Regions from separate parts of the Mus musculus genome. Here regions 2 and 3 are each linked to region 1. The links are chromatin contacts, called in public HiChIP or PLAC-seq and promoter capture Hi-C maps. All regions are on one chromosome and are shown on one strand. Each heading gives the region's core, a stretch centred on a gene start, on an enhancer-like site or on the middle of the called end of the contact. The rest is flanking DNA. Distances are from core to core; before and after follow the strand shown. Region 1 holds the start of 1300002E11Rik (RIKEN cDNA 1300002E11 gene). Region 2 overlaps Igf2bp2 (insulin-like growth factor 2 mRNA binding protein 2). Region 3 holds the start of Vps8 (VPS8 CORVET complex subunit).

What was found. HiChIP or PLAC-seq counts read pairs in DNA pulled down with a chosen protein or histone mark. Capture Hi-C pulls out chosen DNA fragments and counts their contacts.
Region 2: an H3K4me3 HiChIP or PLAC-seq map of the SCID.adh cell line shows a contact between it and region 1, with 4 times the contacts expected there. The contact joins the enhancer-like site here to the promoter of 1300002E11Rik in region 1. A contact is called at or near these places in 8 of 39 promoter capture datasets (the C10 cell line, the HPC-7 cell line, HPC-7-derived erythroid cells and 5 more), 9 of 115 datasets of contacts at active chromatin or transcription factors (the SCID.adh cell line, T-cell acute lymphoblastic leukemia, embryonic stem cells and 4 more) and 1 of 9 other capture datasets (embryonic stem cells).
Region 3: a contact with region 1 is called in a promoter capture Hi-C map of adipose tissue. The contact joins the promoter of Vps8 here to the promoter of 1300002E11Rik in region 1. A contact is called at or near these places in 2 of 39 promoter capture datasets (the C10 cell line and pre-B cells), 3 of 484 Hi-C or Micro-C datasets (CD4 T cells, CD8 T cells and regulatory T cells), 3 of 115 datasets of contacts at active chromatin or transcription factors (the SCID.adh cell line, effector CD8 T cells and memory CD8 T cells) and 2 of 9 other capture datasets (adipose tissue and liver).

What each region holds. Positions count from the first base shown.
Region 1 is chr16:21,793,035-21,795,734 of GRCm38.p6, reverse strand. 1300002E11Rik (RIKEN cDNA 1300002E11 gene) reads right to left here and starts at 1,388. Exons shown (of 3, transcript NR_037958.1): 1 at 1,289-1,388.
Region 2 is chr16:22,123,005-22,125,704 of GRCm38.p6, reverse strand. All of the region lies in intron 2 of Igf2bp2 (insulin-like growth factor 2 mRNA binding protein 2), which reads left to right. Among named protein-coding and RNA genes, the nearest start is that of Igf2bp2, 39 kb to the left of the region's middle. Within about 2 kb of position 1,279, at least 27 of the 459 cell types and tissues checked have an H3K27ac peak or open chromatin away from gene starts, as enhancers often do. A contact at or near this core is called in the SCID.adh cell line, where this site is marked.
Region 3 is chr16:21,421,757-21,424,456 of GRCm38.p6, reverse strand. Vps8 (VPS8 CORVET complex subunit) reads right to left here and starts at 1,339. Exons shown (of 47, transcript NM_001285893.1): 1 at 1,232-1,339.

The DNA of each region.
Region 1 (2,700 bases), core at 139-2,638:
TGAACATGGTTAAAGTGGCCAAGACTATAGGAAAACAATAATACCTAGAAGATTTCAAAAGTTCAATGACATTTATCATATTTAAATATATTCTAATTCAGTGGCACAGTAACAGCATATAAAATGGGGGTGAGTAGAATCTCAGGGCTGTCCAGGAATTGTGAAAAGATTTAAACGTGAACAAACATAAATTTTTACTGCAAAAAAAGCGGTTTACTTTTGGAGTGTTCAACTGACTTGAAGAAAAGCTCCGATTTAAAATCAAAAGATGCTTACTAGTTTCTTAGGGAAAACACAACCATGCAACATAAATTCATTGTCTACTAACCCCACTCTATCCAATCTAATGACACATTTTGGGAACCTCTCAAGATCTGCCTTTTATTTGATAGCCCGTGCACACAGCCACATTCCTGGGGCTACGCGTAGGTGGTGACTCTTGCTGAGATCTGATTACACAGCACATTATAGCATCTGCACTGTATTTCATTTGATAGCCCAAACTTGGTGGTTACAATACTTGTTTTTTGTGGGGTGCATATGTACACTCTTCATAATATTTAATGGCGCCTTTAACAAAGGAAACACTTTAATCTTCAAGGGTTGGGGGGGGAATTGGGAGCTGCTACAATCGTTCCTTGGGTCTATACACAGCAGGTGGAGCCCGACTACATATTTATAAATTACTGTTTTTATATTCGTTGTAACTCTTATCCATCTTTTAAATAGTTTACCAACATAATAAATCTTTAAGAAAAAGAAAACTTACACTGCTAAAAAGAAAGCATTTATAACACCAGCTACCAGTACGGTGCGACAACCGCGGCTAATTATTCGATAACCTCCCTGGTATCGCACAGTTCTTCCCAGAAAAGTAAAGGCAGCCTCAAGAAGCCAGACAAGCGCCTTATCCTCTCCACCAAGAGATTAGGACCCATTTGTACATTTCACTAACTTTAAAACAAAACGGGTCAGGATTTTCTTCTGCACCCGCGTCATAGGGCAGGGAGGGGGCAAGCAAAGTAACCGGGAGTCGCGTTTGCAGAGGCGGGATGCTGACACCCGGGATGCACTCAGCAGCTGCGCCAGTCGGGCTTCGCACTCTGTCCAAACCCTTTCCAGCAGGTGTCCACCTCTCTCTCCCAAGACCTATAGGAGACCGGGTCGCTGACCCCTACTCCATCCCGGGCTCAGGAGTAGGCAGCGAGCCCAGCTGAGCGCACCGCAGCTGCCCCAAAAGCCATGTCGCCAACTCCCTCTAGCGCCGCTAGGTTCCTAGAAGACTTACTTCTTCAAAGCGCTCGGCCCGAAGCCGAGTCCGCACGCCCGCAAGCCTTCCTCCCACCGCGTTCCTCCTACAGCGCTGGACACCCACCCCAGCGCAACCCCAATGCGCAGGCGCCACCTCTGCCTCCACAGCTTCCGCGTATGACGTCACTTCCGACACACGGCTCAGCAGTGGGCTCCCGTGGTTTTAGCTTGCGGGTCCTGGGCTGAGTGACCCAATTCCTTTATTCTACAGACTCGTCCATGCTGAAATTTACCGCTCCAATCCGAATTAGCGGGGCGTTTGGACAAATCACGAGATTGTCGAGTCCCACGTCTCTGCCGGGTGTCGGCCTCTGAGATTGTGATTGCTGGCTGCAGTGCTGCCCCTTTCACTTCTGAGGGTATTGGTGTTGTGTTACAAGGGCAACCTGTCCCAACCGTGTAAAACACCAGTACCCACAACCTGAAGCTGTTGTGTTACTTGAGGTAATGCATAGAACGTTCCAGCATACTGCAATGAACATTAACAGGTTTTTTGTTTTGTTTTTTTTTCTAATGATGTGATATACTCTCTTGTTTCCGCACTGGAACACATACGTGTATAGCAGACTGGAACTACTTTTGTTCAGTGGTTAGCTGATGATACTGGGTACCTTCTCCTCGATAGACAGACCGACAGACAGACAGGTTGATATCTCAACTTGATTGAAAACATTTGCTGAGTTACCTTGCTAAGGGGGGGGGGGGGGAGGAGAGGCACCAGGACTATAATGACAGACCTCAGGCTGTCCCTGAAAGTAGACATACTCATCAATAAGAAAGTCTCTGTGTGTGTGTGTGTCCACAAACCTCATACTGACCCAGAAAAGCAGGGAGCTGTCTTTGTTTTTAACTGGTTAATAGGAACAAAACTACAGACCTCTGCAGTTCCAGAAGGTTAGCAGGCTATGAATGTACTACCACTGACTAGGCATGGTTTCATTTCCTCTGTGGTGGTTGTACTGGCTAGTTTTGTGTCAACTTGACAAAGCTGGAGTTATCACAGAGAAAGGAGCTTCAGTTGAGGAAATACCTCCATGAGATCCAACTGTAAGGCACTTTCTCAATTAGTGATCAAGGGGGAAAGGCCCCTTGTGGGTGGGGCCATCTCTGGGCTGGTAGTCTTGGGTTCTAAAAGAGAGCAGGCTGAGCAAGCCAGGGGAAGCAAGCCAGTAAAGAACATGGCTTCTGCATCAGCTCCTGCTTCCTGACCTGCTTGAGTTCCAGTCCTGACTTCCTTGGTGATGAACAGCAGTATGGAAGTGTAAGCTGAATAAACCCTTTCCTCCCCAACTTGCTTCTTGGTCATGATGTTTGTGCAGGAATAGAAACCCTGACTAAGACAATGGTTCAAAGAAACATCTCAACTTGTTGTTTAGAAAGATGACAAAG
Region 2 (2,700 bases), core at 30-2,529, 330 kb before region 1:
TGGAGGTCGGAGAACAACTTGGGCAACTTGATTTGCATCTTCTACCATGAGGATCTCAGAGATCAGTTCGGGTCATCAGGCTCAGAGACAAAAACATTTACCTGCCGAGCCATTTTGCCAGTTCTAACTTGCTTTCTGTAGCTTTGCCCTGGCTATATTTTCTGTACACAAATACAGTTGGAATACGAAACTGAATAGCTGCTTTAAAATACTATCATGAGGATACATGAAACATTACTTTTCAATGAGTCAGTAAGCAGATGGGTAAAACCACACACCTTTCATCTGTGCAGTTGGTTCTCTCTCTTTTCTTTCTTTTTTCTTCCTTTCCTTCCCCTTTCTTTCTTTTGAGACGGGGATTCTCTGTGAAGCCTTAGCTGTTTTGGAACTCACTGTGTAGACCAGGCTGGCCTCTAACTCACAGAGATCGTCCTGCTTCTACCTCCCAAGTGCTGGGGTTGTCTCTCTCTTTTTATTTGGGTTCTGAGGCTGGGACCAAGGTTGCCAGGATTGCCTGCAAGCCCCTGCCCCTAGCTCCCTGCTTCATAAAGAGTCTAACAGCATACTTGAAGCATAGACTGGTTGGTTACCTTATGCTTTTTCCAAGCTTTGCAGTCTGGTGTGTCTCTTGTAAATTTTTAACTTCTTTTCTTGGAGGGGATTGTGTCAAGTCTTACTGTGTAGTCCAAGCTGGCCTCCAACTCGTGGTGAGCTCCCTACCGTGACCTCTCAAGCCTAGGACTGATGGTGCCTCAGTTGATGGCTACTTAAAATCCTTTCAGGCTTCTTTGCTTTTTTCTGTTCTGTGCAGTCTGTCAGGTTTTAAAAAGCCCTTGTCACCTGTTATAGTAAGAACAACACAGCTGTAGAAACTTCTCCTCGTGTGCGTTTGCTGGATGGGTAGCCCCTCCGGTGTGACTCACGGGTCCTGAGGAAGATAAGTAGTGCTGACCTGAGTCGGCCACTCACTGGTCAGCCAGCTCCGATCACCTCTGCCTCCACACCCTGGCTCCACAGTCAGGCATTTATCTTCCTGTCAAGTTTCCTTGGAGTGAGAGCCTGCAGGCTTGTAACTCAAGATGCAAAGGAAACACTGTAACACTTAAAATGCTGTGCGGGTGGACCCTGTTGCTTTCCTTACACAGTATGGTGAGCCTGTGTCCTTTGATTTTGCCTATCATGACAAAGCCTGTTTTCCCAGGTCAGGGTGAATCCCCAGAGAAGCCCCAAGAAGTAGGGTTTCCCCTAGCCAGGCTTCCTCTTAACTGTGTAGTGGTGCCTGGTAGGCAGGAGTAGCAGCTTCATTTCTGAGTGAGCTGTACACCCACAATCTCCCTTCTGCTGAGACAGCATTGTGGATGAATGAGGCTAGGAAGGAGACCATCAGAAGCCATGTTCATGGACCTGGCACAAATCACTAGGGCTGACCTTACAGAGGGAAGAATGTAGTAGCCACCATTGAAGGAAAGTCTGAAAAAATAGTTCATTCGTTCATTCATTCATTCACAGTTTGGTCAATGTCTACTAGGCTGTATGTAAGCATGACCCCCCACACACACACACACCCCCAGTGCTGACTTTAAAAACTTGTGGCCTCCATGCCCGGCTTATTTCGTATCTCTTGAGACCTGGCTTTGTCTATGCATACAGAGAACTGGAGAATAAATAACGAAGCAGTGGCTTTAAAACTGAATGTCCTCCTTTGGTCAGTTGGCTCCAGCATTTAAGAGTTCATGCTTTGAGAACCTTTGTTGCCCCTTCATAACTTTGTGAGTTTAAAGCTTTAAATAAAAAGGGCTTATTGATCTGCGAGAAGCCTCAGAGTGTGGCCCTCCACCACTAGAGGGCAGCGCGGCCTTAGTCACATGATCTGAACCTGTCGCTTTGCTGGAAGCTTCCTTCTCTTCTGTATTCCCTTCCTAAGGGATTGCTATATGCATCCCTTAAAATATAATGTAAACAAAAAGTATTTAATATCAAATGATCTCTTGAAATAGCTAAATTGTTAGCTTTCTAAAAGGGTTTAACATGCAGTCATTTATCCTCATTATCATGTTTTGTTCTAAGTTCATGAGTCCTGAGGAAGCCTTCACATCAGGGCTCGAGGAGTGAAGGCCCTCCCCACACCCCCTTTTGTGCCTCAGGACATCTCTCCCTGGGGAGTCTTCTTACTGGCTTCTTGTGGGCCTGTGGGGATCTGTAACAGCAGCATTCTCTTGGGAACAGGGGGTTAAGTACAGTTTATACTGTTTTGATGCCCCCAAGCTTGTAAACACCCTTTTGTTTCCTGTACTTTGCAGATGAGTAGAGAGATGTGTTTCTCTCAAGAAATAATACTTTCCCTTTTTCCCATGAAGGCACTGGTGTCCTTTAAGGGGTAGGGAATCTGATTTTGTCCACATTTTACATCTTTAATGTGTAAATTCCTGGATGTGGGATTATTGTGTGGAAGAGTGTAATCATAAAGGGACTTGATAGTTACTACCAAATCAGTTTCCCAAAAGAGTATAGGAAAACATTTTTGCCCTAACATATATTCCAGGACTACACTCCCCATTTCAACGTCTTCATCTTCATGGTATTTTATAATTACAAACAGTTTTCTAAGTAGTGGATCCTTTTATTTCTACTTCAGAAGTACATTCCTAGTCGGTGACGTATATTAGGAAATGGCTCAACCAGGTAATGTTTCAAATGGGT
Region 3 (2,700 bases), core at 90-2,589, 370 kb after region 1:
CCTGTCTCAAAATAGAGGGGTGGGAGAGATGGCTCAGCGATTAAAAAGGTATACTGCTCTTATATAGGGCCAGAGTTTGGTTCCCAGCACCAACACGGGGTAGCTCACAACAGCTCGTAACTCCAGCTCTAGGGCCTTACTTCTCCTATCCCAATGGCTAAAATGTTTATGGACTAGTGGGGATAACACTAAGAGTCACTAAGAAACCCCCAAATTCTGGAAGACAGAATGCACTCAACGACTGCCAACAGTCCAATTACAAAAGAAACATATAAAGAAAAAAAAATCAGCACCTTATTCTGTTAGAGGTCTGTAAAGAATTTTCTCACATAACTCAGTCACTTCCCGCATACAAGGCTCAACAGTTCAAACAAAACTGCTCCATTTATCTTTATTGTGTATTCTACAGACCAGGTCAGCTAGTGCTAGAGGAGTCAATACTTTTCTGCTTAGATGTCAACGTGAGCAAACCCATGACTTAAACACATGTGGGTTCCCCCATCCTCAATCTATATTGGAAGCACTTCAAACACAGAAGTGTAACATAAACCCACACACAACGATGTGCAATTTTCTCCCAAACAGAGACACCTGGAACAGAGTTAGCGGCACTAGCCAACATCTGTGCTTACGTTACTTGGGCTTTTTGGGGGGGGTTAGGGGGTGGGGTGTCCAGTAGAGTGGGCAGTACAGTAACAAGCATTCTGGCAAATAGAGCCCCGCCTACTTATGAGAAGGCTCCAGCAGCTACTCCGGATAAGCCAGTACAATCCTTCCATTGAAACATGTCCACTTAGTACACCCAAACTCTGGATTGCCGCGTGCCTCTGTCCCCCGAGTGCCACACCTAGACAACAAGCCAAGGCACAGGGGTGCCCCCCACCTTGCGGCCCTCGGATTGGGGCACACCTGGCAGGAGGCGAGGAGGAAGCGGCAGCACGGGCTGCACGTCAGTCGGACCGGGTGAGAACCTCCACGCCGTGCGGCGGGCGTGGGAGGGACAGCACCCACCTCCCGGCCGCAGTCCGGGCGTGAGCGCGCCAGTCCGGTATCCCCGCAGGCGGCCGGACCCGGGTGGAAACTGCTAACCTAGTGCGAAGTCAGACTCCTGAGCCAGCCCGCGGTGGCCACAGGGTCTGCGGGAGCCACTGGGGCGCAGCTCCGTCTGCGCACCCCTGCCGCGCCGGCCCGCACCCGCCGCCCCGCCCCACCCGTTCGGAATACGTGTTACCTGAGCCGGCGTCTGCCTTGACGGGACCCCAGCACACGTGACCCCGCGGAGGCCAGCCCACGCACGCGCAGTCTCGGCAGCTGGCGGGCGCGCTTCCGCTCTCTTCCCCAGAGACGCCCTGCACTGGGCGGTGCGAGCCTCTGCGTCACGCCCTCCTTAAAGGGAGACTCTGTCCGGCCTCCAGGGACGCTCAAGGAGCCCTGGCATCTGAGCCGGAGGAGTCTAGCAAATAGAGGTCCTCAGATTAAAAGGAACGTCCCTTTCAATCAGCTCACCTGAACTTCCATAAACTCACCCCAAAACGAGGTGTCAAGGATCGTCCAGCCATCAGGCGCGCAGGAGCCTGAGGCAGAAGGAGCATATTGAGTTCAAACTAGTCTGGGATACCGACACAGACCTGTCTCAGATTCGACAAATAGATAAATGGATGGATGGATACACAGTGCAGGGTTAGGAGTGGATATGGAATTCGTTTCGTTGGATTTGGTAGTGTCCACTAATTCGTTTTCTTTTGAAAGGTGAACACAGAATTGCTGGGTTTTGGTGGGTAATTTTGGGGGGAAGGGGAAACATTGTTTTTGCAAATAAGGATGGATACTGAAAACTTCTTTTCCAAATTATCATTTTTAGTTGTCATTGTTCCATCAAAAAATAATAGAGTGGGTCACATTATTAAATAGAGAAGGCATCTTTTTTTTCCCTAATATGCTACTGGAAAAAGCTATTTCAGGATAGTTTGGCGTTTACAATTGCCACTATATGGTATCATTAACCCAAGGAGGCAGATAACATAGTTGTTGGACTTGTCTGTGAGGGAGAAATGAGGAGGGAGAGTGTGGGAAGATACCTCAGGAGGAGTTACATTGAGTATCAACCAGGCTCACTGTAGGTCTGTCCTGTAAGTACATTAGGACTGTCAGTAAAGGCCAGCTGATCACAGTGACATAAAGAAACTATAGGGCTGTCATTTTTAGGGTCACGGATGAAGGAAAATAATCAACACCTTAGCTAAAAAAAAGGGGGGGGAGCAGGGAGTGAGGAGACTTCTGTAGGCAGGAGCCAGAGAGACTGCCTAACTGAGGGAACAGTGGGATTAGTTACAAGCCAAGGTGAGTTTAGGGACAAGTTGCTAGCCTGATGTGGCTAGGGTACAGGCAGTGGCTTCCAAACATCTTTAATAATCACTCACAGAAACACATTTCAGCCATGACTCTGTGTGTGTGAGTGTGTGTGTATGAGACACACACACACAGAGAAAGAGAGAGAGAGAGAGAGAGAGAGAGAGAGAGAGAGAGAGAGAGAGAGAGAGACCCGTCTAAAGTAGGTTAGACAGAATGGTGACACCAGAACCCTGAGCCCTGAGTGACAGAGAATTGTTAAAGTTCTGGGAAGAACGGAATTCAGCTGACACATTGGGGAATGGGGCTATAGGACATGAAAAATGGGAAGATTGTTAATTGACATTTTCA